7 separate regions of the Mus musculus genome follow, and regions 2, 3, 4, 5, 6 and 7 are each linked to region 1. A link is a contact called in public ChIA-PET, HiChIP or PLAC-seq and promoter capture Hi-C data. All regions are on one chromosome and are shown on one strand. Each heading gives the region's core, a stretch centred on a gene start, on an enhancer-like site or on the middle of the called end of the contact. The rest is flanking DNA. Distances are from core to core; before and after follow the strand shown.

What was found. Promoter capture Hi-C pulls out the DNA fragments that hold promoters and counts their contacts. ChIA-PET counts read pairs in DNA pulled down with a chosen protein or histone mark. HiChIP or PLAC-seq counts read pairs in DNA pulled down with a chosen protein or histone mark.
Region 2: a promoter capture Hi-C map of hippocampal neurons shows a contact between it and region 1, with 4 times the contacts expected there. The contact joins the promoter of Nupr1 here to the promoter of AI467606 in region 1. A contact is called at or near these places in 7 of 39 promoter capture datasets (cranial neural crest, embryonic stem cells, hippocampal neurons and 3 more), 1 of 484 Hi-C or Micro-C datasets (liver) and 4 of 115 datasets of contacts at active chromatin or transcription factors (embryonic stem cells and pancreatic cancer cells).
Region 3: a contact with region 1 is called in an H3K27ac HiChIP or PLAC-seq map of embryonic stem cells, with 3 times the contacts expected there. The contact joins the promoter of Apobr here to the promoter of AI467606 in region 1. A contact is called at or near these places in 12 of 39 promoter capture datasets (the 3T3-L1 cell line, the C10 cell line, cranial neural crest and 7 more), 11 of 484 Hi-C or Micro-C datasets (cerebral cortex, cortical neurons, embryonic stem cells and 1 more), 8 of 115 datasets of contacts at active chromatin or transcription factors (embryonic midbrain, embryonic stem cells, large pre-B cells and 2 more) and 3 of 9 other capture datasets (embryonic stem cells, liver and pancreatic islet).
Region 4: a contact with region 1 is called in an H3K4me3 HiChIP or PLAC-seq map of bone marrow-derived macrophages, with 3 times the contacts expected there. The contact joins the enhancer-like site here to the promoter of AI467606 in region 1. A contact is called at or near these places in 3 of 39 promoter capture datasets (cranial neural crest, embryonic stem cells and maxillary cranial neural crest), 1 of 15 datasets of contacts at CTCF or cohesin (CD8 T cells), 1 of 484 Hi-C or Micro-C datasets (liver), 3 of 115 datasets of contacts at active chromatin or transcription factors (bone marrow-derived macrophages, embryonic stem cells and pancreatic cancer cells) and 1 of 9 other capture datasets (pancreatic islet).
Region 5: a contact with region 1 is called in an RNA polymerase II ChIA-PET map of memory CD8 T cells, with 49 read pairs. The contact joins the promoter of Sgf29 here to the promoter of AI467606 in region 1. A contact is called at or near these places in 8 of 39 promoter capture datasets (cranial neural crest, embryonic stem cells, hippocampal neurons and 3 more), 1 of 15 datasets of contacts at CTCF or cohesin (embryonic stem cells), 20 of 484 Hi-C or Micro-C datasets (the G1E-ER4 cell line, the N1E-115 cell line, the STO cell line and 11 more), 10 of 115 datasets of contacts at active chromatin or transcription factors (embryonic stem cells, large pre-B cells, memory CD8 T cells and 2 more) and 2 of 9 other capture datasets (liver and macrophages).
Region 6: a promoter capture Hi-C map of neural stem cells shows a contact between it and region 1. The contact joins the promoter of Mapk3 here to the promoter of AI467606 in region 1. A contact is called at or near these places in 7 of 39 promoter capture datasets (the 3T3-L1 cell line, embryonic stem cells, erythroid cells and 4 more), 1 of 15 datasets of contacts at CTCF or cohesin (embryonic stem cells), 15 of 484 Hi-C or Micro-C datasets (3T3-L1-derived adipocytes, the G1E-ER4 cell line, LSK cells and 9 more), 20 of 115 datasets of contacts at active chromatin or transcription factors (the 230-238 cell line, the HPC-7 cell line, the SCID.adh cell line and 13 more) and 5 of 9 other capture datasets (adipose tissue, embryonic stem cells, embryonic tail and 2 more).
Region 7: a contact with region 1 is called in an RNA polymerase II ChIA-PET map of memory CD8 T cells, with 424 read pairs. The contact joins the promoter of Zfp688 here to the promoter of AI467606 in region 1. A contact is called at or near these places in 1 of 39 promoter capture datasets (liver), 2 of 115 datasets of contacts at active chromatin or transcription factors (memory CD8 T cells and pancreatic cancer cells) and 1 of 9 other capture datasets (liver).

Annotation. Positions count from the first base shown.
Region 1 is chr7:127,090,150-127,093,612 of GRCm38.p6, reverse strand. It overlaps AI467606 (expressed sequence AI467606), which reads right to left and starts at 2,177. Exons shown (of 2, transcript NM_178901.3): 1 at 2,141-2,177; 2 at 1-1,444. The coding sequence starts at 1,358. The coding sequence ends at 681.
Region 2 is chr7:126,623,234-126,627,116 of GRCm38.p6, reverse strand. It overlaps Nupr1 (nuclear protein transcription regulator 1), which reads left to right and starts at 1,647. Exons shown (of 3, transcript NM_019738.1): 1 at 1,647-1,794; 2 at 2,084-2,227; 3 at 3,538-3,871. The coding sequence starts at 1,683. The coding sequence ends at 2,214. All of the region lies in intron 1 of Gm39087 (a long non-coding RNA gene), which reads right to left.
Region 3 is chr7:126,583,210-126,586,806 of GRCm38.p6, reverse strand. Apobr (apolipoprotein B receptor) reads right to left here and starts at 1,799. Exons shown (of 4, transcript NM_138310.1): 1 at 1,739-1,799; 2 at 1-1,431. The coding sequence starts at 1,795. It overlaps Cln3 (ceroid lipofuscinosis, neuronal 3, juvenile (Batten, Spielmeyer-Vogt disease)), which reads left to right and starts at 990. Exons shown (of 18, transcript NM_001146311.2): 1 at 990-1,512; 2 at 2,527-2,633; 3 at 3,360-3,504.
Region 4 is chr7:126,724,043-126,727,482 of GRCm38.p6, reverse strand. It overlaps the pseudogene Snrp1c-ps1. Among named protein-coding and RNA genes, the nearest start is that of Coro1a, 21 kb to the right of the region's middle. Within about 2 kb of position 1,587, at least 23 of the 459 cell types and tissues checked have an H3K27ac peak or open chromatin away from gene starts, as enhancers often do. A contact at or near this core is called in bone marrow-derived macrophages, where this site is marked.
Region 5 is chr7:126,647,246-126,650,967 of GRCm38.p6, reverse strand. It overlaps Sgf29 (SAGA complex associated factor 29), which reads right to left and starts at 1,659. Exons shown (of 10, transcript NM_029339.3): 1 at 1,491-1,659.
Region 6 is chr7:126,758,338-126,762,039 of GRCm38.p6, reverse strand. Mapk3 (mitogen-activated protein kinase 3) reads right to left here and starts at 2,414. Exons shown (of 9, transcript NM_011952.2): 1 at 2,222-2,414; 2 at 1,127-1,309. The coding sequence starts at 2,394.
Region 7 is chr7:127,419,793-127,423,575 of GRCm38.p6, reverse strand. It overlaps Zfp688 (zinc finger protein 688), which reads left to right and starts at 1,542. Exons shown (of 3, transcript NM_026999.4): 1 at 1,542-1,767; 2 at 2,058-2,171. The coding sequence starts at 1,572.

The sequences.
Region 1 (3,463 bases), core at 928-3,427:
CTCAGTTCTCGATAGGCCATGCTTGTCTTAACACAGAATAATAAAACTGTACTGTAGGATGTGTGCAGCCATAAGTCAGGGGGCAGAGGAGCCTACTGATCTGTTTTGGTTCTGTGTCCCAATTCCAGGCAAGGACAGCCTCTCCAGTGTGGCCCATCAAATCCCATGTTGCTGTTTAGTGGCCAAGGCCATTATTTGTACGGAATCAAAGACACCTCCTGGATTTGTCCTCTGTGTTTTCCTGGAGGGCCTCACAGTGGTGGGAGAGAGTGGCCAGGCACAGATAGGGTTTGTGGCTCTGGAGAGCAAGATTCTTGCCATCTCCAGACCACATGACTGACACTCATAACTACCAGCTCTGGGCTGATGGTCAGCATCCCATACAGGATAGGCTGTCTTAGGTAAGTTTGTACCCTGACGTGCCATCTTGAAGCCTTCTGGCCTGTAGCCAGCTAGACTTGCCTTCAATTCTCAGAGTCACGACTTAGGCATTTTAACCTAAGCTGAACTTCAGGCAAGCCTTGGAGTGCAGGCTGTCCACACTCTTAGCCTGCCCACCAGCCAGGTGCAGAAGACAGAAATTTCCACACAAAATTTCCAGCGCAAGGGTCAGGCCTAAGGCTGGAGCTGACCCCTGTAGTCCCTCTGAGGTGGGAGTTAGTCTTACAGGTCCTGAAGACTCAGAAGCCCACGCTGGTCCGGCCTTCCCTCTTCCAGAATGCTGAGATCTGCTCCAGGGTGACCCGAGGCTGGAGACCCCAATCAGGTTCCAGGCTCCCTTGCCTCGGCCTCCAAGGCCTGGGGCTCCCAACCTGCAAGCCAGCCTCTGGCATGGGCTCAGACCCAACCCAGCTCACCAGGCTTGTGTCATGGGGCCTCTCCTCTTGGGTCTGAGGCCTCCAGAAGGTGCTCTGGGCTGGGACTTCTGGTGGGGTCTGAGGAACTAGAGAACTGAGGGAAGAGTATGGGGCTGAAGTGGCTGGTGGAGCAGTTGCTCTGCCCTCTAAGGTGCCACCGGGTGTTGGGGGACCTGGAGCCCTGTCCATCAGCAGAGGCATGGAGGAGCCGTACCAATCCTCAGAGCGCTCCCGGGCGCTGCTCGTGGGCTCAATCCACAGTTCTCCTCCAGGGCGCCAGACTAGGGTGGGGGCACGCTGGCTGGGGTCTGGTTGCGGGCGGCGGAACAGGCGTTCGGCCAGTACAGCAGTAGTTATGATGAAGAAGGCTGTGAGAGAGGCCAGGCCCAGCATGATGGGAATACAAGGTCCACAGGGGATTACTACCCACACTGCTGCCTCCGCTGTAGGCTCAGGGAGCCCCTCCGTGTGCCCAGAGGGCTGCTGAGGCGTCACTGGCATCTGGGAGACTCAGTGTGGACTCAGAACAGTCAGGAACGTCTCCACTGGGAGAAGGAAAGGACAGCAACCAGAGGATATCCCGTTTCCTGGAAAGAGATTCAACAACGGTTCTAACAACTTGACCGTGGCACAGGATGAGACAGTGCTTAGACTGCATGTCACTGGGACTGCACATCATTGGCCTTTTTTTTAAACTGTAACTTTACTTCAGAACCTCAGAGACAGATTGGGAGTCGGGAGTGCTGGATCTCTTTGTCCCTCATCTTGCGTTCCTGCTCCCACCCCCACCCCTACCCACTGTTAATTCGGCTCTTCTAATTGGCTTATTGAGCATGGGTGGCAAAACTAGAGAGGAGCAAAGGGTCCCAGAGAGGTCAAGAGCAAACCAGGAGAGGCCGGAGAACAAGCCAGAGCTGGCTGAGGCTCCCCTGCACAGTCGCAGGCCTTACTTCCCCTCCAGCCCCACCCCCCACCTCTGATGACAGATCAAAGGTCTGGGCTCTCAGGTCTTGCCTCAGTCTCAAGTGAGGAGACTTGGAATGAGAGAGAAACCCCTTGCTGGCCCCTCCCTTCCATATGCACCTACTCTTTGAGCCACCTAACCGCTCTCCTTGGAGGTGGCCCTGTTGTGCTATCTGGCTGTACCAGGTCTGTGGCCCGGCACCTATCCAGCTTCCCCAGCTCTGCCCAATCACTGGCCTGTCTGCTTCCCTTGTTGGTATTTGTCCACATCTCTGCCACCAGTCCCCCATTTGCAGTTGCTTCCGCACCCCTCACCTCACCTGTCACCTTGCTTCAATCTTGGATTTCGCCGTTTTCAGAGCCCTTCTTCCCAGTGCATGCCGGGAGGGTGTGTGTGCGCGCAGCGATCTGAAAGGCCCTGGAGGGCTGGCCTCAGAAGAAGGCGGAAGGGAGGCTACCACCTGTTGCTGGGCGACTGTGCCCCAACTTTTCCTGCCCCCACAGAGTGTTTCCAAGGCAACCTGGGGATGTGGTCAGTGTGGTGAAGAACCACTTCCTGTGTAAGGTGGAGCCAGAATGAGCAGCTGCTTTGCTCCAGTCAGTCCCACCCCACAGGCAAGGTCCAGACCCCAGCGCCTTTACCTTGTCACCCCAAAGGCAAGACCCAGACCCCAGCGCGTTCACCATCTCACCCCAAAGGCAAGGCCCAGACCCCAGCGCTTTCACCTTCTCACCCCAAAGGCAAGACCCAGACCCCAGCGCCTTCACCTTCTCACCCCATAGGCAAGGCCTAGGCGCGATCACCATCTCACCCAACAGGCAAAGCCCAGACCCCAGCGCCTTCACCTTCTCACCCTACAGGCAAGGCCCAGACCCCAGCGCCTTCACCTTCTCACCCTACAGGCAAGGCCCAGACCTCAGCTCGCTCACCCAGGGGAGAGGAAGATTATAAAGACCGGCTCAGGGGCTCCCACAGCGCTGCGATGTATCTTGCTGCCTGCTTCTTGGAGGGTCCCTGTCCTTCCGTCTACTCCCTGCACCCTTTTCATCCAGCTGTGTCATACTTTTGTTTTGTTTGAGACAGGGACTTAAGATGTAGCCCAGGTTGGCCCCGAATCCCCCCCCCCCCCCCACACACACACATACACACTCCCGTAAGCCTTTTGAGTGTTGGTTTCAGTCCCAGGCCACTGTGCCCAGGCTCATCTCTCCACTACTTCTGATACCTAACGGTGTAAGCACTATGAGAGTAATTGTTACCGGTGTTGTTTAGGCCATCATACCTTTACATGGTGTGCATGCAGTGTCTGCGTGTGTGTGTGTGTGTGTGTGTGTGTGTGTAGACCAGAGTCTACTTAATTGATTTCCACCCTATTATTTTATTTTATGTGTTTGTGTGTTTAGCTCACCTGTATGCATTTTGGTCGCAAGCATGCCTCGTGTTCAAGGAGGCCAGAAGGGGATGTCAGATCTCTTGGAAGTGATTGACAGACAGTTGTGAGCCACTTTGTAAGTGCTAGGAATTGAACCTAGGTGCTCTGCAAGAGCATCGAATTAACTGCTGAACTCCCTCTCCCTCTCCCCTTCCCCATTCTCCCTGTCCCCCGGTCCCCCTCCTCCCTTCTCCCCCTATACCCTCTCCC
Region 2 (3,883 bases), core at 398-2,897, 470 kb after region 1:
AGGGTCTGGGAGGAGTTGGAGAAAAGAAACCTTGATCAGAATACATTGTATGAAAACTTTTTTTAAAATAAAAAAAAAGTAGAAAATTTCATTTCACATGCTTTTTATTTGAACTTAAAATTCATACTAATTCTTATCAAACAACCCAAGGGAAGCTAGTATGGACTGAAAAAGCTTACTATTAGTTCACACTTGATTCATACTGGCTGGGTGTGGTGATGCACACCTTTAAACCTGGCACTCAGGAGTCAAAGGCAGGTTGATCTCTGAGTTCAACACTAGACTCAAATCTGGCCTACAGAGCAAGTTCTTAGCCAGCCACAGCTAAAACAGTGAGACTGCCTAAAAAACAAGGCAGGGGGTATCAAAGCACAAATACCTGTTTATTTCATTCTGCCCTCAATATATTATTTAAATTTTAGAAGTCACACGTATTTATTGTGTGTGTACATGGATAGGAATGTGAGGGTCAGAGGACAATTTATGGGACATTTTTCTCTCCCATACTGTATGGGTCCTGGAAACCGATAAACTCAGGTTGTCAGGCTTGGTGGCAAGTACTTTACCCATTGAGTCATCTTGCCAACACACAATATTTTATTTTAAATTCCTTTTCTCCACCCTTTTTTTTTTTGAGGGGGGAGGGTCAAGGCAAGGGCACTGTATGGGAACCCATGGGAAGTTGTGACTAATCCTTACACTGTTCCCGCTTGTGAAGGTTTTCCAGGCCTCATGAGTCTGCAACCTCTCACCAACAGAGCCAGATAGAGTTATCCTCTGTTAAAGGGGGAACCTGAAGCAATCAGAGAGGGAAAGTGACGTGTCCAAGGTCACACAGCAGGAAACACTGGATCTGAGCTGACTTGTGATCCCAGCATTTAGGATGAGGAGGCCAGAGAATTGCAAGTTCAAGGGCTAACCTGGGCTCCATAGAAGGATTCTGTCAGAAAGAAAGGTAGAGGGAGGTGGATCAGGAATCAGAGTGTGGAATCCAGGGTATTTGCTGTCTCTACCAGCTAGCTATCCTCCATCTTGCATGAGGAAGAAGTCCCTGGGGACTCTGTTGAAGGGGACTTTTCACAAAAATAGAAGCCTTGGGTGTGACAGGAACTGCTGACCAAGCAAGAAGTGGGTCAGTGTCCCTCCTCCCTCCCTTTTCAGTATGTATGCTGCCACTACCTCCTGAATCTGAACCAGACTACAGTGTGTGTGTGTGTGTGTGTGTGTGTGTGTGTGTGTGTGTCTGTCTGTCTGTCTGTCTGTCTGTCTAACTATGACCCAGGCCCAGGAGGGGCTTGTGGCAGAGGCTGAAATGATAGGAAGGACTGGCCTATCTGAGGCCCTCTGCTCTCCCTGGCCAATATCCCAAAGACTGTGCCCAGATCCTGTCTGCTTCCTCCGCCCCTGAGGCGAGAGCTTTCCACGTGGAAAAACACAGCTGTGCTTGGGTGAGTCCTGTGAGGGAGGAGGGAGGGGAGGGTGCTCCTCTCTGCTCAGGACTGCTGTCTATGGGCCCAGTTCTGGGAAAGGGCCAGATTGCATCAGACAGGGCTTGGAGGGCGGGGGCCAACCCCGTGGTTTAGGGAGGAGACAGCGTTATAAGTAGGGTGAGAAACTGGGAGAGGGCAGACATTCAGACAAGGAGACACAGGCAAGACTTTGGAGAGAGCAGACTAGGCATAATGGCCACCTTGCCACCAACAGCCAACCCTTCCCAGCAACCTCTAAACCTAGAGGATGAAGATGGAATCCTGGATGAATATGATCAGTACAGCCTGGCCCATCCCTGTGTCGGTAAGGTTTTCGTGGTAGCTCCTTGGTCAGCCCATCTGCTTCTCACTGGGTACCCCGGTTTACCTTTCCTAGCTAATCTATTCCCAACTCCCAAGTAACCCCTTCTAGTCTCATCTACTGAGTTCTGTCTCCCTTAGCCCCAAGAACTCACAAGTGAGCATCTCTCATTCTATACTTGAGTAAACAGCAAGGATAGAGTGCTTCAGACGTGAAGACGTGACCGCCCCACTCTGGCCATTTATATGCCTGTCCTAACCTCACACACCTCCTCTACCTCCTGCTCCACCAGTCGGGGGAGGTCGGAAAGGTCGGACCAAGAGAGAAGCTGCTGCCAATACCAACCGCCCTAGCCCTGGCGGGCATGAGAGGAAGCTGCTGACCAAGTTCCAGAACTCTGAAAGGAAAAAAGCCTGGCGCTGAGACGGAGCTGGAGGTGAGTCGGGAGAGCCGGGCCTAAGTGTGCCGAGCGGGAAGCGGGGAGCCAAAAGCTGGTCCTGGTGAGATGGCGCTGCAGGTAGAGGCTCTTGCAGGCAAGCAGGACAACCTGTGCTTGATCTCTGGGACTCGAGTGATGAAAGGGGAGAGAACCAACTGCAAGCTGTGTTCCCAGGGAGCCCTGCAGATAGATGTCCAGGCAGGGAAGTGATAAGAATGAAAACCCCATTCAGACCGAATTCCATCAGCTTGGATCAGATTTCAGGGCATCTAACGCCAGGCGGTTCACTGTCAGCATATTTAAAACACAGTACAATTTGGGAAGAGGTTTCTAGGCAACAGTCAGGTCCATCAGTTCAATTCCAGGAGCACAATAAAGCTTGAGGTGTGACTACACTGAAACTCCATGAGGGTGGGTTCTAGAGCTAAAGGCCTAGAATCTAGAGTGGTCTCTGACCAATAGCATGGAGGTCATCAGGCAGATGTGACATCTCTCCTAAGAGTGGGTAATGGTCTAGGGAGGGGAGAGTCTGGGATTATCATTCTGGAGAACTTGAGTGAGGTCGGCTTCTATAGCAAAAGCTGGGGAGGTCTGACTCCACACAGAGCCAAAAGCTCACCAGGTTGTTAACAAAATCCACTCTCAGATTTCTGAGTGGAATGCAGGTATTTGACTTTATCTCCTGCATTGAGGAGACACACGGCATGATTAAAACTTCTGGTTCTTAGTGCTTCTCTTGAGTACAAGGACCTCTGTGCCCCCAATGTCCACCGACTTCCATATGCTCAAAGTAGCACACGAGAATACGCATGTGCGCACATGCATGCAAACACATTGGCATATCAATAAATGAAAAAAATAGTGTTGGCCGGACAGTGGTGGCACACGCCTTTAATCCCAGCACTTGGGAGGCAGAGGCAGATGGATTTCTGAGTTCAAGGACAGCCTGGTCTAAGAAGTGAGTTCCAGGACAGCCAGGGCTATACAGAGAAACCTGTCTCGAAAAAACAAAATACAAAAAACAAAAACCAAAACCAAAACAAAACAAAACAATAGTGTTGTGACACTATTTTTATTCTACATCTAAAATAATATGAGACCCGTATTTGACTGAGCTCCCTGGTAACCAGAGGTGGGGGGAGTTCCCATGGAGCCTTTCCAATGGAGAGGAAGTTTGGTTTATGGAAAGGGAAACTGAGGCAGATAGAGTCAAGTACTTCTCTAAGGTAATAGCAAATATGAGTAGGAAAGGTGGAAGTCAAACTCTGATCTCTGTCCCTTTCGTTGCCTGCTTTCCCTCTGCACAGATAAGGCCAGACCACAGACACCACACCCAGCAATGGATACAGGACATCACACCCAGCAATGGATACAGGACATCACACCCAGCAATGGATACAGGACCTTGGAGAAATTAGGAGTTGTAAGCAGGACCTAGGCCTGCTTGATTCTTTCCCACCTAAGTGAGGTTCTGGAGAGGGAGCCCTTCCACCCTTCCAGACCCAGCAAAAGGGCAAGATGGGAGCAAGAAGCAGAGGGTAGACGGGCAGAGCTAGGAAGACAGCCCCCAAAAGAACTGTGGGGGAAATAAATCGGATGCCCTTGGGTGGCAGCAACAATAAATCGTACAGCAGTGACAGCTTTGGCGTGTGT
Region 3 (3,597 bases), core at 550-3,049, 510 kb after region 1:
CCCAGGATATTCCTTCAAGCTTAGCACCCGCTCTGGGCTCAGGTCTGGAGCTCCACTAGTCTCTTCCTGACCCTTCTGTCCTTCCTCAAGTTGTTTAGTTAAAGCCTGGGAATGTCTCACCAGCTCAGGGTCCTGTCCTTCAGTGACCTTTACTCTCAATACCTCTGGTGTCATCTGGGCGGCTTCACTCCTCTCTCCCACAAACAACTCCTCAGTGCTGACTTCTGGAGAGTCTTCCCAGTCAGGTTCATCTTTAGCCTCCGTGTCTAGGACTAGCGTAGGCTCTGTGGCCCAGGAGTTCCTTTTCTCCCTGGAGGATTCTTCTGCCCGTACCTCTTCTTCTAGACTCACTCCATTATCCCTGATGGCTAAGTCTTGCCTCTCCTCATCCTCAAAGCTGCCCTCTGTTTCCTGTTCTCCCATAGCCTCCTCTTCAGCTATGTGGCCTTCAGTCATCTCTCCAGTTCTCTCAGCCTCCAGGGTCTGGATCGGAAACCTAACTTCAGCCTCTCTCTTCTCGTCGACCTCATCCTGCTGGTCTCCCTTGTCAGCCTCTTCTAGGACCCAGACTCTCCCAGTAGTTCCTGGGAAGTTGTCTCCTGGGTCTGACCCGTATTCTGTTCCCTGAACTCCTAGGCTATCAGCCCCCTCCCTGTCTGAGACTGTCCAGGCCTCTCTACTCAACATGGCCTGGTCCTCAGACTCGGCCCCGGGGCATTGTGTCCCCTGTGCCCTTGCCCTTTCACCATCCCTCATTGGGACCATCCTCTCCTCTTCCTTGTCAATCCCTTTGGCACCAAACCATTCGATTTCTGCAACCATGTCTTTGGCCACCCAGTCTATCTCTTTGCTGTCCTCTGTCACATGCTGCCCCTCAGTGCCAGCATTCCCCCCAGGCTCGCTGTGCCAGGTTGGCTGTGACTCCACCCCCTCGGCCATCCCTGACTCTGCTGCTCTGACCACCTCCTCCTCTTCTTCCTTCTGTTCACAGGTTCTCAGAGGCTCCCCACTGCTTGCTTCCTCTTCACCGTGCTCCCAGATCTCCTGGGCTGTATTACTGCTCCTGTCTCTGTGAGTCCCAGGCTCTGCCTCAGGCTTCAGTGGGACACTTGGCTCCTGGCCCCTGGCATCCTCAGCTGCCTTCCAGGACCCAGTGTCCTGCCTTTCTGCTTGGGGCCTTGCAGAGCTATCTGCTCTCCACCCCCAGGTCTGTTCACCAGCTAAACTTCCTTCTTGGCATCTTCTAGTCTCTTCGGGTGCTTCTACCCCCTCACTCTGGCCACTTCTAAGTCCCTCCAGTACCTCCTGGGCTTCCTCTCCTACAACCTTCCCCTCAGTCACCTCTCCCAGTTCCTCAGCTGCCTGTGTCTGCCTCTCTACTGTGGGGACTGTGTCTCCTACGAGGTAGGACACAAACGCACTGAAGGAGTCCTAGAAGAGAAGAAAGAAGAGTGAAGGCACTCAGGGGAGGTCTAACCACTTCCCCAGGAGTACACTGTTAACAAAGCCCAGGTAAGAATCAGGGATCTGGACGTCTGCTAAGGGACCCCGACAAGGCCTAGCTTGAATAAGTGGGTACACTTGTAGAGGCAGGAGATTGAAACCCAGGAAGGACTGGGCTAGGAGTCTGGCTGACTGTAGGAAAGGGAGCTCAGGCTTCAGGAGAGGCTGTAAGGGAGAGGAAAGGTGAGACTACGAGGAATGGTGGAAGTTTCGGGTATCTCTCTGCCCCTCTCACCAGTGCTCCCCTCAAAGCCTGATGTAGCCCAGGGAGACGAAGCCGGAGAAAATCCATCCTGCAGGTCTCTGTGTGTCCAGAAAGCTCACAATGACCATCCGTCCCCACCCACGAAGTCCTCCCCAGCACCCAAGACACTTCCTCTTCCCCTGACTCTCCCTGACAAATCTCCACCCCAGGCCCTGTGCACCTCCCCCCTGCTCATGGATGACTTCATGACAGGCAGGGGGATGGCTTAACAGTGTCCAGGTGACTCAGACTCGGGTGCACATCTGGAACTAAAGGGCAGAGGATCGGGCCAGAAAGGGGAAAGGGAAAAAAAAAGTGGAAACAGGAGACCTCAGAATTGGGTATGGGGGAGGGGGCATTCGGCAAGTGCAGCCTGAGTGACTCAGGTCTTGTATTCGCACCTCAGCCATTTCCGCCTCCTCCAAGCCACAGCCTTCAGTGAGAGGAAGCTAGGGTTTGTGGTTCCTGATTTATTTGGGGGAGAAGCTGTAGAAGTGAGGATAAGGCCACTGGAAGTTCTGGGTTCCCATTTTCAACGCCATTAAGATTTTTCTGGGGATGAAAGGTCTGGATTGGTGCTCAATGCCCACACCCTCACCTATGGTTATTCTTGTACTGTGGTCATGTGTCCTCACAGCTTACTGTGAGTTCCTTAAGGACAGAGGCTGCAGAATTTCTAGAGACTCGTTTGGGTAGGAGGATCCTTTTTCTCACTGTTTGAGTGATCTAGGAAGAACACCACAGGAGGGCATATTTCAAACGGCAAATCTTAATGACAGGTGGTTGAAAAGACCCGGGAGAAGTGGGCAGAGGCTGCTGGAATCCATAGCAGAGGAATAGGCTTGATGAAGAATGGTCAAGATGCTGCCCTGCCATCGAGTGGAAGGTAAGGGAAGGACTCCTTATTTGGAACTGTGAGGTGACACATTCCAACTATCCTCTCAGCCTCATTCTCCTAACTTCCAATTAGGACAAACGGCTGACATCACAGACCAGGAAAAACACCCATAGCAGCTTTCTCAGTGAACTTAGCACCTTTGCTCTATTTCTTACTGCTGAGTCTCTGAAGTCAGCTAAAAGTCTAGCCTCTGTTGCACAGTGGGGCGGAGGGACCTTGGTTTTCTCTTGTAAAACCAGGGGTTGGACAACTTTCGTGGTATTTGTTGTTCTAGGATAGTAAGGCAAAGGGGATTTAACCGTAACATCGTGAATATTGCCACAGATAATTCATAGAATGCTGTTTTGTGGGTGTTTATTTTTAATCGATCTACTCTCAGCTACTTCCCAGATGCTTATTATAGGTCTTTACAATAGGTCTGTAAGGACAACAGATAACACTTGAGGCTGGTCGCCTTTGCGCTCAAGCAGAACTTGTCCTTGGGACGTTGGGTGGGGTAGTGGGACATCCGCAGCAAAGTAGCCATAATTGTTTCAGGCAAGTAAGAGCTGCAGGAAAGAAGCTGAAGCCTTCCGCGCCATGACTAGTACTGGCAGATTTGGTCGGCGTCTAGAGCGCCGCTTTTCATGGCTCTACTTGTGGCTCCCTTCGACTCCAATTCAAAATCAGTGCTTCCAGCGTTCTCTCGAACTCTCCTTCTTTTATTCTCCGAAGTTTGAGAAGTCCAAAGGCGAAAAAGAGAAAAAAGGACCCGGAAGTAAGAAGCAACCCTCAAGCACGTGATGGAAGGCTCACGGGTACTGTCACGTGACCCCCAACCTGCTCGTCTACCTTGCGGAGAGTTCAGCTGCTCTTAAAGGTACAGGCCTGGGGGCGGGGGCTTTGCTTTAGAGGGGCAGGGGGCGGGGTCAGGCGGGTGGGGCGTGGGTGAACACGAGCTGGAGATCTGGGG
Region 4 (3,440 bases), core at 338-2,837, 370 kb after region 1:
ATAGATGCCAGCCCAGAATATGATACCCAGTAAAACATTCAATCACAAAAGATGGAGAAAATAAGACATTCCATGATAAAACCAAATTTAAGCAATAGCTATCTACAAATCCAGTCCTACAGAAGGCTCTAGAGCAAAACTCCAACCTATAAAGATTAACCACACTCAGGAAAACAAAAGAATAATCTCAGACCAGCAAATCAAAAGAGAGGAAACACACACACACACATCACTACTACCACTACAAGAATAACAAAATAACAGGAATCAACAAACAAGCTTATGTAGCCATTTTAATATCTGACAAGACAGACTTTAAACCACACTATTCAGAAGGGGAGGATACTACACACCCATCAAAGGAAAAATCCACTAAGAGGACATTCCAGTTTTCAACATCTATGGACCAAGCTCAAGGGCACCCCACTTCAAACCAAACCAACCAACCCCCAAAAACTCACTACTATATCTTAAGTCACATATTGACTCTCATACACCAATACTGCAAGACTTTAGTTACCGCTCCCACCAGTACACAGGTCATCTAGACAAAAACTCAACAGAAATGCTGTTGCTAACTGACCTTCTAAACCAATTGGACCTAACATATTTACAGAACATTTCCCACAAAAAACAAAAGAATATATCTTCTCCGCACCTGACAGAACTTTCTCCAAAACTGACCACATGCTCAGATACTGGGAAACTCCTATAGCTGATAAACACTTCCAGCAAACTAGCTGGATACAAAATGAACTCACAAAACTCAGTAGCCATCCTGTGTACACACAACAAGTAGACAGAGAGAGACAACGCCATTCACAAGAGCCTCTAGTGATAGAAAATATCGTGGGGTAACTCTAACCAGGCAAGTGCATGACTCATGCGAGAAAAACCCTAAGACGCTGTAGAAAGAAACTGAAGAAGATGTCAGAAGATGGGGAAGATCTCCCACGTTCATGGATAGGTAGGATTAATATAGTAAAAATGACCATCTTTTTTTTTTTTTAAGATTTATTTATTTATTTATATGTAAGTACACTGTAGCTGTCTTCAGACACTCCAGAAGAGGGAGTCAGATCTCCTTACGGATGGTTGTGAGCCACCATGTGGTTGCTGGGATTTGAACTCCAGACCTTCAGAAGAGCAGTTGGGTGCTCTTACCCACTGAGCCATCTCACCAGTCCAAAAAATGACCATCTTGCCGAAAGCAATCTGCAGAGTCAATGCAGTCCCCTTCACAATCTCAACACAATTCTTCGCAGATCTTCAAAGGGCAATTTTCAGCATTAAGATCACTAATGTACCTCATTAAACTGAGCACCTTCTGCACAGCAAAGGACAGTGTCATTTAGACAAAGCAGCAGGCTACAGAATGGGAAAAATTCTTTTTTTTTACCAACTCTATATTCAATAGAAGGCTAATATCCAAAATATATAAGGAACCTAAAAAACCAAGGTATTGAGGAAACCCTTCTCAGATTGCACCAGCTCATGTCCATCCTTGCTGCTCACAGTCTCAGGATCAGCTGCAGTCTGTGTAGGTCTTCGGTCACAAGAAGATAGGCACAGCTGTGGCACACTGCAAATGGGGAAATGGGTGGACAGACGTCCCCTGGAGATGATCAAGCTGTGCGTGCTGCAGGACAAGGTACTGAGGCAGTTCTGCTTCTGGGCAAAGAGAGATTTGCTGGTGTGGATGTCCGGGTTCATGTGAAGTGTGGTGGTCATGTGCCCCAAATTTATGCTATCTGACAGCCCATCTCCAAAGCCCTGATGGCTTATTACCAAAAGTACGTGGATGAGACCTCTAAGAACGAGACTAAAGATACCTGACAGTGGTCATAAATCCAAAAAGTTCCGAGGTCCTGGTGCCCACACTCCATACTAGAAATCTTACTCTTAAGTCCAACTAGAGGATCAAAGTTTACCTTTGTAATAAACATCCTAGGATTGAAACAAAAACAAAAACAAGACAAAAAAAAAAAAAACCCAAATAACTCAATTTAAAAATGGTGTGCAGATCTAAACAGAATTCTCAAAAGAGGAAACTCCATGGCTGAGAAACATTTAAAGAACCTTTCAACATCCTTAGTCATCAGGGAAATGTAAATCAAAACTACTTTGTGGTTTTATCTTACACCCAGCAGATTGGCTAAGATCAATAAAAACAAATGCTGGCGAGGATGGGAAGTTAGGGGAACAATCACCCATTGCTGGTATGAGTGCAAACTTGCCAGCCACTGTAGAGATCAGTGTGGTGGTTTCTCAGGAAGATGAGACTTGAAGACCTCGTGACTCAGCTATACCACTGTAGTGGTTTGTATATGCTCGGCTATGGGGCATATACCCAAAGGATGCTCCATTCTACCTCAGAGACACTTGCTCACCCATGTTCATTGCTGCTCTTTATAATAGCCAGAAGTTGGAAAACAACTTAGATGGCTGTCACAGATCAATGGATGAGAAAATGTGGTACATTTACACAACAGAATATTATTCAGCCATTTAAAAACTGAAATAATGAAATTTGCAGGCAAATGGAAGGAACTAGGAAAAAAAAAATCACCCTGAGTCAGATAACGTAGACCCAGAAAGACAAATAAGTAATGTATTAGCTTACGTGTCAATATTAGCTGTTAAGTCAATGATAACTGAGCCACAATCTATATAATACCACAATAGTTAGGTATAGAGTAAGGGACTGGAGTGTACAGATAGATCTCCCCAGGAAAGGGAAATAGAATAGATAGTTATGAATGGATGGGGAAGGAGACTAGAACAGAAGACTCCAATGGAATGGGGAAGGAAAGAGGGAGGGAGGGAATATGAAGAGAGACAGATATAAAGGTATCTTTTTTTTTTTTTTAACTAAAAGACCTGATGATTTTATTTTCACATTTCACAATATAAGTGAAAACTGTACTTTTTTGTATTACTTCTCCCTCCAAAAAATATCCTGTTAGGAAGGGACGTTTCCTTTTCATGCATCTAGTACACACTCAGGCTCAGCACCAAGAGCTCCTGGTGAAACAGAACAAGAAATACAAAACCATCAAGAGCGCTTCTGCTCTTATCTGTCTGGCCGGGTCATGCCAGGCCATGTGGGCACCATCATAGGGCAGGCGGGAGGTCTCATCATGGGAGGCCCAGGCATCATGGGCATGTGGCCTCCCATGGGCAGTCTCATCCCAGGAGCTGGTCCCACGGGCACCATCCCAGGCAGAAGGGGAGTGTCCATCATTGGCATCATGGGAGGGCCTCCCATGTGGGGCACAGGCGTCATGCCAGGCCGAGGAGGGCCCATGGTGGGAGGTGGGATCATGGCCCCTGCAGGTGGAGGAACAGAGAATGGAGCTGGAGGGATCTTTCTGTGAAATGCAGCTGTTGTTTTGTCATTCAGGCTCTGGGCCTGCTCTTCCATCCATTTCTGGTAACAG
Region 5 (3,722 bases), core at 410-2,909, 440 kb after region 1:
TGTGGGACTGGGATGAAGAAGTGTTTTATTACTATACAATGGGAAAGAGAAACAACATGGGGAGAAAAACAATGACCTGGCCCAGCTATGGATTCTATAGATAATTAATTGTAAGAGTCACCGTTGCTATCTACCTTTATAACCCTTCCTTCCTTTAACTTTTTTAAAGACTTATTTATTTCGCTGTCACTGTCTTCATGCACACCAGAAGAGGGCATCAGATCCCATTACAGATGGTTGTGAGTCACCATGTGGTTGCTGGGAATTGAACTTAGGACCTCTGGAAGAGCAGTCAGTGCTCTTAACTGCTGAGCCATCTCTCCAGCCCCCTTCCTTCCTTTGGATCCCTCCACACCACATGGCATGCTGTTTGGCTTTAAGGCTGACATCCTTCTGCCTATTACTGCCTACTGCCTAGCAGTAATAAATAAAAGAAATCCATTTCATCTAAATTTGAATTGAGCCTAAGATTTGGTCTTTCCCTGTGGATTCTAACACCACAACATTATACTGATCTACAAGATGTAAATTTGAGGGCCAGTGAGATAGCTCAGCAGATTCAAGTGCTTGTGCCAAGCCTGATACCCCGAGTTCCATCCTAGAAGCCTACATGATGGAAGGAGAGAACTCCTGAAAGCTGTCAATTGACCTCCACAAAAGTGCCATGGAATGAACATGCCTGCCTTCACACACACCAAATATTTTTACAAGATAGAAACGAGAGCACCAAAATAAATTTTATTTTTATTTAAAGTGTGAAATAGACAATGTCCAAGGAGGGAACAGAAAGAAAGGCAAGATGAAGAAGGGTTTATGTATTTTGATGGTACAACCGTTAAAGATGAAGCAATGGAAGCAGGAGTTCTTTAGAGGAGAACCGAGGCAATGAAAGAGGATGCTACCAATCCTGTATCACTGAACTTCGGAATCCAGAAGTCAAGGTGGCTTTGTTAGAGCTGTTTCTGTGAAACAGCATGAGTCAAAGCCTCCCTAGAGAAAGCTGAACATTGACAGGTAGGGGAAGGTGCTGATGAGTAGACGCAGACGTCCTAGGATACATGTGTCAGCCAACACAAGAGTGAGCTGGAGAGTGGATGAAGTTACTGTTGTGAAAATGGACACCTTTAGAGCATGTGCAGTCTGTAATCTCAGCACTCGGGATTGGGGGAGGAGGACTGCGATCTCACGGCCAGGTTGGGCTACCAAAAACTAAGCTTTTGAGAAAGTAGTAAAATGTGCTGATGTCTGGGACTCACATCAGCTGCCGGCATCTAGACTAGCCAGCTCCAGCCGCTTCCCACCTCTTCAGAGAGGTAGGGCGCACGCGCAAGCCCCAGGGCGCCGGCTCCCACAGCCCCGCCCCCTTCCCGTCCAGGGCGCGTGCGCGTCTCCTCAGACGCCGCCTCGGCGAGCCGGGCGCCGGGCAGGAACGCTGGCCTTTCGTTCCCGCGCTGCTTGGAGGTACCTTGCCATGGCCCCGTCCCACCTACCGAGCACAGGAAGAAACAGCACGTCGCGCTGGTAACTGCGATGGCGGGAACAGGCGAATCCCTGGAACGTTTCCTCACAGGGTAGTCTCGCACTTGCGTTCGAAGGTTCGCGGCGCGTCAAGAACCACACACGCTGTTTCTCTTATGAGCGCGGTCGAGCGCGGAGGACTCCTCTGCGCATGCCGGGTACTTCTCTGTGACGTGCTGCATTGCACTCTGGGAAACGTAGTTCTTACTTCGACACCTGTGCTTTGATGTACTTAATCATGATTTAATAGATCAGAGTCAAAGGAACAGAAAAGCATGCGTGAAGCCTCGCTTCGCATGTGAAAGGTGATGGGAGCGGATCCTCTGCACCAGAAGAAAACAACAACAAAACCACATCAGATTGTTGGGGATGAGGAGGGAGGGCCCCAGGACGCAGATGAGAACTCTGTACTTTAAGCTGAAATTTGCCGTGAATTTAAAATGTATCTGAAAATATTTTTAAATTCCAAATAAGCAGTTTTAGGTTTAGTACTTGTATTTTACAGAATCTTCCCAGCAAATAAAAGATTTGGACATGCAAACATTTAGCTACATCTTTGGATACCTACCCTGTGGATGCCTGCCCAGTTAGTGCAGTGGTAGGACACTTGCTTAGCATGGTCCCGGGCTCAGTCCCTAGGGACTGCTCCCACCCTAACTATCCTAATATTTCGTACATAACACCTAAAAAAATCAATATGGTTTGGTGGTTAAGAGCAAGTACTGCTCAATCGTGAAGACCAGAATTAGAATGCCAGCACTTGGGTCAGCTGGCTCAGACTGCCTGTAACTCCAGCTCCAAGGGATCTAATGCCCTCTTTTGGCCTCTGAGGGCACTGCACAGGTGCACATACACATATACATACGCCTGGACATAGAATAAAAATATTTTTGAAAATCTTTTAAAGTTTATAATTACATATTGTTATTCTCTGATAGAATTACAAATGCTATAAGGTCAAGATCATTAGACATTCCCAGTACATAGCACTGTGCCTGGCATACAACAAGCTATCAGATATTTTTCTATTAGGAAACCTTACATTTTAACACTGAAACTATTTTAGCCCCTAGACTAGCAAAGAAATTAATGTATATATATATATATATATATATATATATATATATATATATATATATATATATATGTGTGTGTGTGTGTGTGTGTGTGTGTATACATATATATATATATGTGTGTGTGTGTGTGTGTGTGTGTGTGTGTATGTATATGAATGAGTCTGGGGAGATGCCGAGCAATCAAAAACATGTACTGCTTTTGCAAAGAGCCCGTGTTCAGTTCCCAGTGCCTACAGTAGTGGCTTATAACGATCTGCAATTCCAGCCCCAAGGGTACTGATGTGCTGTCCTCTGGCACCTGCACTCACGTGCACATACCCACACGGAGACACATACTTTTTACAGTTTGAAAAAATAATTTTCTTTCATTGAATCTGTATGTCTAGTCAGTTGTCCTGGTTAATTTTAACAACTTGACAGGGCCTAGAGCCACTGGACAATGCAGTCTTCACTGAGGAATTTCCCAGACAGACCTAGCTATAGGGAATTGTCTAATGGATTATATAGGATTATAGGAGTGCACTACCACGTTACCATGTTAATTCATACAGAAGGCCCAGCCACTGTAGGTAGCACCGTTCTCTGGGAAGGTGATCTTGGACTACATGGAAAAGCTAGTGGCATTTAGAAGACAGAGACAGGTAGATGTCTATGAATGAGGCTAGCTTGTTCTATATAGGGAGTTCAAGACACCAGTGAGACTAGTCTAGGAAGAAAGAAAGAGAGAAAGAAAGAAAAAGGAAGGAAGGAAAGAAGCTAGCCAGGCATGGTGGCACATGCCTTTGATTCCAGTGCTCAGGAAGGAGAGGTGGATTTCTATGACTTTGAGGCCAGCCTGGTCTACAACTCGAGTCCAGGACAGCCAAGGCTATCACACAGAGAAACAGTGTCTTGTTGTTGTTGTTACAAGTGGCAGGGGGCATCAAGACAGGGTTTCTCAGTGTAGTCTTGCCTGTCCTGGAACTCACTCTGCAGACCAGGCTATCCTTGAACACATAGAGATCCACCTGCCTCTGCCTCCCAAGTGCTGGGATTAAAGGTGTCCATCACCACTTGTAGTTCTTATCAAGGTGCAGTGAATGGCTCTATCACCCATCCTGTTTCAGTTCTACATCTGTGAGTTTGGGA
Region 6 (3,702 bases), core at 1,165-3,664, 330 kb after region 1:
ATATACACACAGGGACCAACCCTGCTGCTTTATAAATGTGCAAGTCTAGAGATGCAGAGACCTGCTGAAGGTCATGCAGCAAGACGGGAGTATGTCGATTTCCTGTGGTCAGAGTTGCAGAGGCTGTAGAACAAATCCTGGCATTGGGAGGGGTGGGTAGGGAAAAGGCCATGGGTGCTACCGTCTGCTAACAATGGAGCCAGGCAGGAAGTAGATATGGACAATGAACTGGATGTCTGAACTAGGCAAGTAGTGTCAAGCAAGGGCAACAAGGGCTGGACTAACCTCCCTGGTCAAGGTACAAGTCCACAGGTGATCAGGGTGGGGCTCTCAGAAAGGTGGGAAGGCTCCAGGGAAGCCAACTGGGGGAGAAGAGGAAGCTACTAACAGGAACTGCCGAATTCAGGCAGACTCTCAGGGCCCCTCACCCTTCCTTGAGCCCCCGGCCTAGCCAGGGGCAGGAGTGCAAAGGCTTGGCTCCACCCTGTGACTCTAGGGTCCTCAGGTTCCCCCTCTTAACAATACAATGTGGTTTGAAAGCCTCCACTGCCTCCATGTTGGATTAAGTATCGCCCACTCCCCTTCCCCCTAGAAGGCACTGCAAAACTTAACACAGAGGAGCCTCGGTTTCCTTATCTTTGAAATGGACACAGTAAAACTCATCCGTCACACAGGGAAGCTAGAAGGTTGAATTAGAACCAAAGCACTAGGCCTGCCCAATACCGGTTTTCTTCTTTGCTTTCCATCCAGTGTGAGGTCTCTAAAGAAAGAATCGTGAGTCTGTTGAGCAAGAACAGGCTGTGGGCAGAGACTGGGTCATGTCACAGACCTGCAGATGTCAGAAGACAAAGCTCCCATAGAGATCGTTTTTTCCACAGCATTCTCCCTCCCCACACACCATACTGGGGCACAGAGCAGAAAGGGATGTGTTCAAGGCCACTCCACTTGGCTGCGACAGACCAGGATCCAAGGCCTGCCAGTGTGCTCTCATGCTCTGTAGACTCTCTGCTAAAAAGTTACTTTGCTGGGGTTTTTTTTTTTTGGAGGGTAGTACAAAAGATGACCACAGACAACAGAGCCAAGCTCCCTAGCTTTACTCTGGGGCTGTGGCTAAGGTGAAGGATACACATCTCTCATGGCTTCCAGGGTGGGCGCTCTGAGGATGTCTCGGATGCCTATAACATTCTCATGGCGGAATCGCAGCAAGATCTGGATCTCCCTCAGCGTGCGCTGACAGTAGGTTTGATGCTCAAAGGGGCTGATCTTCTTGATGGCCACTCTGGTCTTGCGCACGTGGTCATAAGCTGAGCTGAGAGGGCCAGAGAGATGTGGCCTTACAAAGGGGGAATCCAGGCCTGTTGGCCCCACCCAGGTCTTGGCAGGGACTGGAGAGAGGAGGAGAGGGTTCTGGCCAAATGTAAACAATGCTGGCTCCTTCCTGCTGTGAAGGCCTGGGATCTCCAGGGGAAAGCTGGGTATCAGCCAGGCAGCCTTTCAGTGACTTCACAAACAGAGGAAGAGAGTGGCCACTCACCGACTTCCTTTCTCCTGGACCCTCTTACATTCTAGTTGCCCTCACCCTCCTCCCCTTTCCCAAGCTGGACTCTCTCAATCCCAGACAGGTCCAGGGGATAGGAGTTAAATGGAGAAAGTAGATGAAGCCTAGAGGATTCAGTAATGGGACAGGAGAGAAGAGATAAGGAGGGGCAGGCAGGTCTCCCTGTGCGGTTCCTGGGTCAGAGCTGCTCCCATAGGAACAAAGGCCCAGAGCAGAGCACACAGTGGGGCAGCGAGAACTCACAAACCCGTATACCACAAAATAAGGCACATTCTAGAGACCCTTCCCTACTTTGGGCCCCTAGCCTTGCCAGGGGCAGAGGTGCAAAGGTTTGCCCCACCCTGAGCTTTGCTCTCCTCTCTCAAACTCTCTGTCACAGCCTCATCAGGGGGGAACCAAGGCTCCCACTACCTGCTCGTGGGTCCCTCACTCCCCCTTCATCCTCTTAGCTCCACCTTTATCTCTAGGGTCCCCCAGGTGCCCCTCCCTTAACAATACAAGGTGGCTTCAAAGCCTCCAACCCCCCTCCCTGGAGAAAGTAGCGCCTAGTCCTCCAGAAGTCACTGCACGATACTTCCCCTGCGACACTCCCTGAGCCCCCCATGTCCCGAGCACACACCTGCTGTCCCTGCTCCGAAGCCCCCTCCCGGGACGCCCCCTCACCTGACCATGCCGTACGCGCCCTCGCCGATGTACTGCAGCTGCGTGTAGCGTGGGCCCACATCGAATGGCTGCCCCTTCACCACCTCCACCTCCCCGGGGACCACCGGGACGACCCCAGCAGTTCCCCTGGGCTCCCCGCCCCCGCCCCCCGGAGCCGCCGCCGCCGCCGCCATCTCCACTCCTCCCGCCTCCCCCCGCTGCCCCGCCCGCGGCCCCGCCCCTCCCTACCGCCCTGTCACCGCGGGGCCGCGCGCCAGGCTCCGCCCCCGCCCCCGCGCGTCCCGCCCCCGCGCCTGCCGGGCGAGCCTGCGCGGGCCCGAGACGTCACATGGTCTCCTGGGCGCGCACCCGGCTTTCCCGCCTAGTTACGCTGTTCCTTCCCTGCCTTGGCCACTAGGGTACTTTAGTCTGCCAAGAGAGTTCTGCAGCCCCAGGGGCCAGTGGCCCTCAGTAATGCTAAGGGAACCCACCCGGCTTACAGTTAACCTTTGAAGACCTGCCTCACATCTTTGTTTCATTTAAACAGATAGTGGTAATCCAGGCTAGCCCCAAAGGCTCTCTATGTGGTGGAGGTTGGCCTTGAACACATCCTCCTGCCTTTAGGCCTGAGCCATCATACAGATTCAGGATGCTACTAGGCAAGCATCCTACCACTGAGCCACATCTCCATCCTTTCTTTTCTCTCTCTCTTTCTTTTTTAAGAGGGTCTCTTGACATGGAACTGGCTGTTCCAGAACTCACTATGTAGACTAGGTAACCAGGCTGGCCTCAACATACTAACTCGCCAGTGCTAGGATTAGTTAGAAGCTGTATGTATCACCATGCCCAGCTTCCATAATTTCTTATTCGTTTATTTGCCACATTTATTAATTTTGTGTGTTGGAGCGTAAGTATGTCACAGAGCCTGTGTGGAGGTCAGAGGACATCTGATTCCTTCCACCATGTGGGTCCCAGGTGTCCAATTCAGGCTGTCAGACTTGGTAGGAGTGGGCCACCCTGAGTTGCTGAGGGAGTATATCTTACGTTTTATAATGAGGAAGCAATCTGGAGGGTGGTGGACGGCAGGCAGCACTGTGAAGCTGTGAAGTCGGTCCTGACTCCAGTGTGAAGACACAGGCCTGCAGGGGGGCTCAGGTGTGTGCTGAGGCCCCAGTGTCGTACAAATCCTCTGCCTGATTGCCCAGAGGACGTGCAACCCAGCTCACTTCACGGGAGAAGGAGGGAAAGGGTGGTAGCTGTGGACAAAGGTAACTAAATCAATTTAAATTCACTGTCACCTTTTCTCTGTCTCTGTCTGTCTCTGTCTTTCTGTCCCCCCCTCCCCCCACGCTGGGCTGGTAAGATGGTTGGGTAGGTAAAGATGCTTGCCAAGCAAGCCCAAAGATCTGAGTTGGATCTCTGGGACCTTCACAATGGAAGTAGAGAATTAGCTCCTGCAGGTTTTCCTCCAACCAACACAAGCATGCTATAGCATGAATGTG
Region 7 (3,783 bases), core at 293-2,792, 330 kb before region 1:
GTCAAAGCTGTGGCTGACCCCTCCTTCTCCCTCCACCCTACGGCTGCTGTAAAATGATCCGACAGGAGCTGTCAAAATGGTGGCTCATGTCAGAAAGGCCACACCTCTCTACCTTCTCAGCCTGCAGCCTTCATGGAAGCTGTCCACGGTGGCACATCTCTTTTCCCATCTCAGCAGGAGTTGTCCCACAGGAGCGGTGGGTGACACCTTTCCTGCCTCAGCCTACAGCCTTGGTGAATTGAACACCACTGCAGGAGCTGTCCACCCCCTCTCTAGCCTCCCCACACAGCTCCACAGAGATGCTACCTCAATCAAAGCCATCTGTAGCCATGGGCCCAATGCAGGAAAAGGGGGTGGTGGAAAAAAGCCACCAATCCCTGAGTAGGAAAAACAACAACAACAACAACAACAACAAAACCCCACTTCTCTCTGAGCATGAAAACCCACCAACACTTGAACAGGGAAAAACAAAACAAAACAAAACAAAACAAAAAAAAACACCAAGCCCTGAGCTCCCCAAGATCAGGATTTGAAATCCCACCAATCTTTACTCTCTGCCCTGAAAAGCTCTACCCCCTAAGAAGTCCTATATAAGGTCTGCCCTCTGTTCACTTCCCTATTGTCTGCTCCAAGGAGCAGAGGGCAGCTTTCTCTGGATTCATCCCTCCACACATTGGACCCTCCAGCTTGTGGTTCCTGAGCCCCCATGTCTCAGAATACCCTTCCCTTAGGAGACTGTCCCACCTCTGGGCTGTGTGGTTCCTGGGCTTCCACGTCCCAGAATATGCTTTCATCCGAGCAGAAACACACTAAGCACACCCCTTAGCCTGTAACTTAAATATACAGACTAAGCGAGCAGAACCACCGGTTCAAGTATTCTGTCAACTTCTCTGAAGACACGAACTGAGTTTCTGAAATGCAATACTCAGGCTTTGCCAGGTTCTAGAGGCTAACCATCAGATTCCAGTTACATCAGCAGGACGCACACTGGGAGACTGGGGAGACACTATCTCAGGCACCAGGGATGCCCAGGTCCTCAGAACAGTTTCAGATGTCCCGCCATTCCGAAGCCAATTGCAACACTGCTGCTCCTTGCCGTTACAGCCAATCATCAGCCGTTGTAATTGCGCACAGAGGTCCATGAGGCAGCAGGTAGCGGGTATTTTTTGAAGGTCTCTCTTTCCTACACATAGAAACGAACACCAACATTCCTGAAGCGGTCATTGTATTTAAGGGCAAATGGGGCGCCGCGGGCAGTGGAAGTCCGAAGTTTGTTAAGCTGCAGAAAGGGCACCTCAGTGCCGTCAATGACAACTGAAGCTAGGCGGTCTCCATGTTTTCTGAAGACATCTTTCGGTTCCCTTCACACCTTCGTGTCTTTGTGTGAGCAGCTGTGGAGTAAACACTATTGCTCTGCATTCCCTTGCGGCCAGTAAGGCTGCCGCGTTCGTTCCGCACGCGTTGCTAGCAACTGTGACCAAGGGGCGTGCCAAGGGCGTGGTTTCCCGCGGTTGCGGAGGCCGGAAGCGGAAGGCTAGGGCAGCCAAGCCGCTGCCTGGGCAGGATCCCCGATGGCGCCACCCCCGGCCTCACTGCTGGTTCCGATGCCTGGGGAGATCTGGCCCGGTTTCAGGAAGCCTGAGCTTGTGAGCTTCGCGGACGTGGCCGTGTACTTCTCCCCGCAGGAGTGGGGGTGTCTGCGGCCCGCGCAGAGAACCCTGTATCGGGAGGTGATGCGCGAGACCTACGGCCTCCTGGGCGCGCTCGGTGAGGCCCCGAGTCAGAGCCCCGCCCCCATCCTCCTGGGGGTTCACCGGGGAGTTGCAGTAGACCGATCAAGTGGATTATGAGCCCTCATCCCGCACTTTTCCACCAGCAGCATCAGTCACCTTCCATTCTCAGGGCTTCCTCGGGAGTCTCCATTCAGGCAAGAGCATCGCAAACCCTGTCCAGGTTAATGTGTGCATAAGTTCCGAGGAGGTGCCCTCACCCTAGTGGGATGCTATCTGCCCCGGCCAGCCTCTCAGGCCAGCACTGTGACCCCTGTTCTCTCTCAGGGTTCCCGGGCCCCAAACCAGCCCTCATCTCTTGGATGGAACAGGGGAGTGAGGCTTGGAGCCCCGCCGCCCAGGATCCTGAGGAGGGGGAAAGCCTGGGAGGAGCTCCGAGAGGTGAGGGATTGTCCCAAGTCCTCCTGAAACCTTGTTTGTCCGGGGGTTTCTTCTCTAGTAAACCTTTCTTTCAGATTCCCCATTCCAGCATCCCTACAGATTAGAGCCTACATGTTCAGATACTAAAGAAAAGAAAGCCTATCTACTCCAGAGTTTTGGAAATTCAGGAGAGCTGTCCTATTAAAAACAGTAGGGGGGCTGGAGAGATGGCCCATGAGTCAAGAGCACCTACTGTTCTTCCTAAGTACCAGCGTTCAATTCCCAGCACCCACACGGCAGCTTACAGCTGTCTGTAACTCCAGTTCCAGGGGACCTGACACCCTCACACAGAACCAAATGTAGGCAAAACACCAATGTATATAAAAACAAATAAATACATCTTAAAAAAAAAAACAGAGTAGGAGAATCTAGAACTCAAAGAATGTTTATGTTTCCAGATGTTTGTTAAAATAACACTCATTTCCCCTTTTTAAAACTAACTAAGGCTGGTCATTGTGGCACACACCTTTAATCTCAGTACCCCGGGGGGACAGAGGCAGGGGGATTTGAGGCCAATTGAGACAACATACTGTGAGACCTTGTCTCAGCTCACCACCCCTACCCTCCAAAAATCCCTAAAATGCCCCTAAAAATAGAACTTGTCTGCCTATCATAGTTCTTGAACAAGGCAAAGTGGTACACAAGAAAAGTGTCTGCCTGGATAATGACAGCTTGGCTCGTCTCCCATCTCTACCCTGAGTGGAAGAACCCTGAAGCAAATATGGTGCCTCATCTATCAAAGAACCGCTGCACCAAAACCAACTACAAAATACACCAGTAAATACTGTTTATTGAGCATTTACTAAGTGACCAATAAGCATGTATGTATTTAATCCAACAATCCTGGAAGTCAGGGGACCGTTACTTTTTCCCATTTGACACAGGAGGAAGGGGATTTTAACTGACTTTCAACAACTCCGTGTTAGCCACCGGGCTATGCTTTGGTGCTGCCTGGGTAACAGCTAGAGTGGTCAGTGCAGACGTGTTAGGTTTTACTGAAACTTTTTTCCTAAGATTTATCTTTATTATTTTTCATTCTGTGTCAGTGTATGGGTCTCCATAAGTGCAGCTGCCCAGGGAGACCGGAGTCATGAGCGTCCCTGATGCTGAAGTTACAGTGGTTGTAAGCTGCCCCATGTGGGTTTGGGGAAGTAAACTCAGGCCCTGTGGAAGGACAGCAAGTGCTCCTAACCACTGAGCCATCCCAGCCCCGGGTTTGTTTTATTTTTGTTGTGTTGATTGTTTTCATTTTTAAGACAGGTAGCTCTGGCTGGCCTGGAACTCAGCATTTAGACCGGGTTGTCTCCAAACCCACAGAAACCTACCTGCCTTTCCTCTGAAGTGCTAGGGTTAAAGGTGAGCAACGATCACACCCTACTATCCTGTTTTTGAGACAGGATCTCACTATGTAGGCCATGCTGGCCTCAAACTTATGGCTATCTTCCAGCCTCACCTTTTCCAAATGCAGGGATTACAGCTACTTCCCTGGCGGGACAAATGGGGCTTTTTAATTTGGTTTGGTTTGGTTTGGTTTTTGTTTTTTTGAGATAGATTTCTCTACGTATTCTTGGCT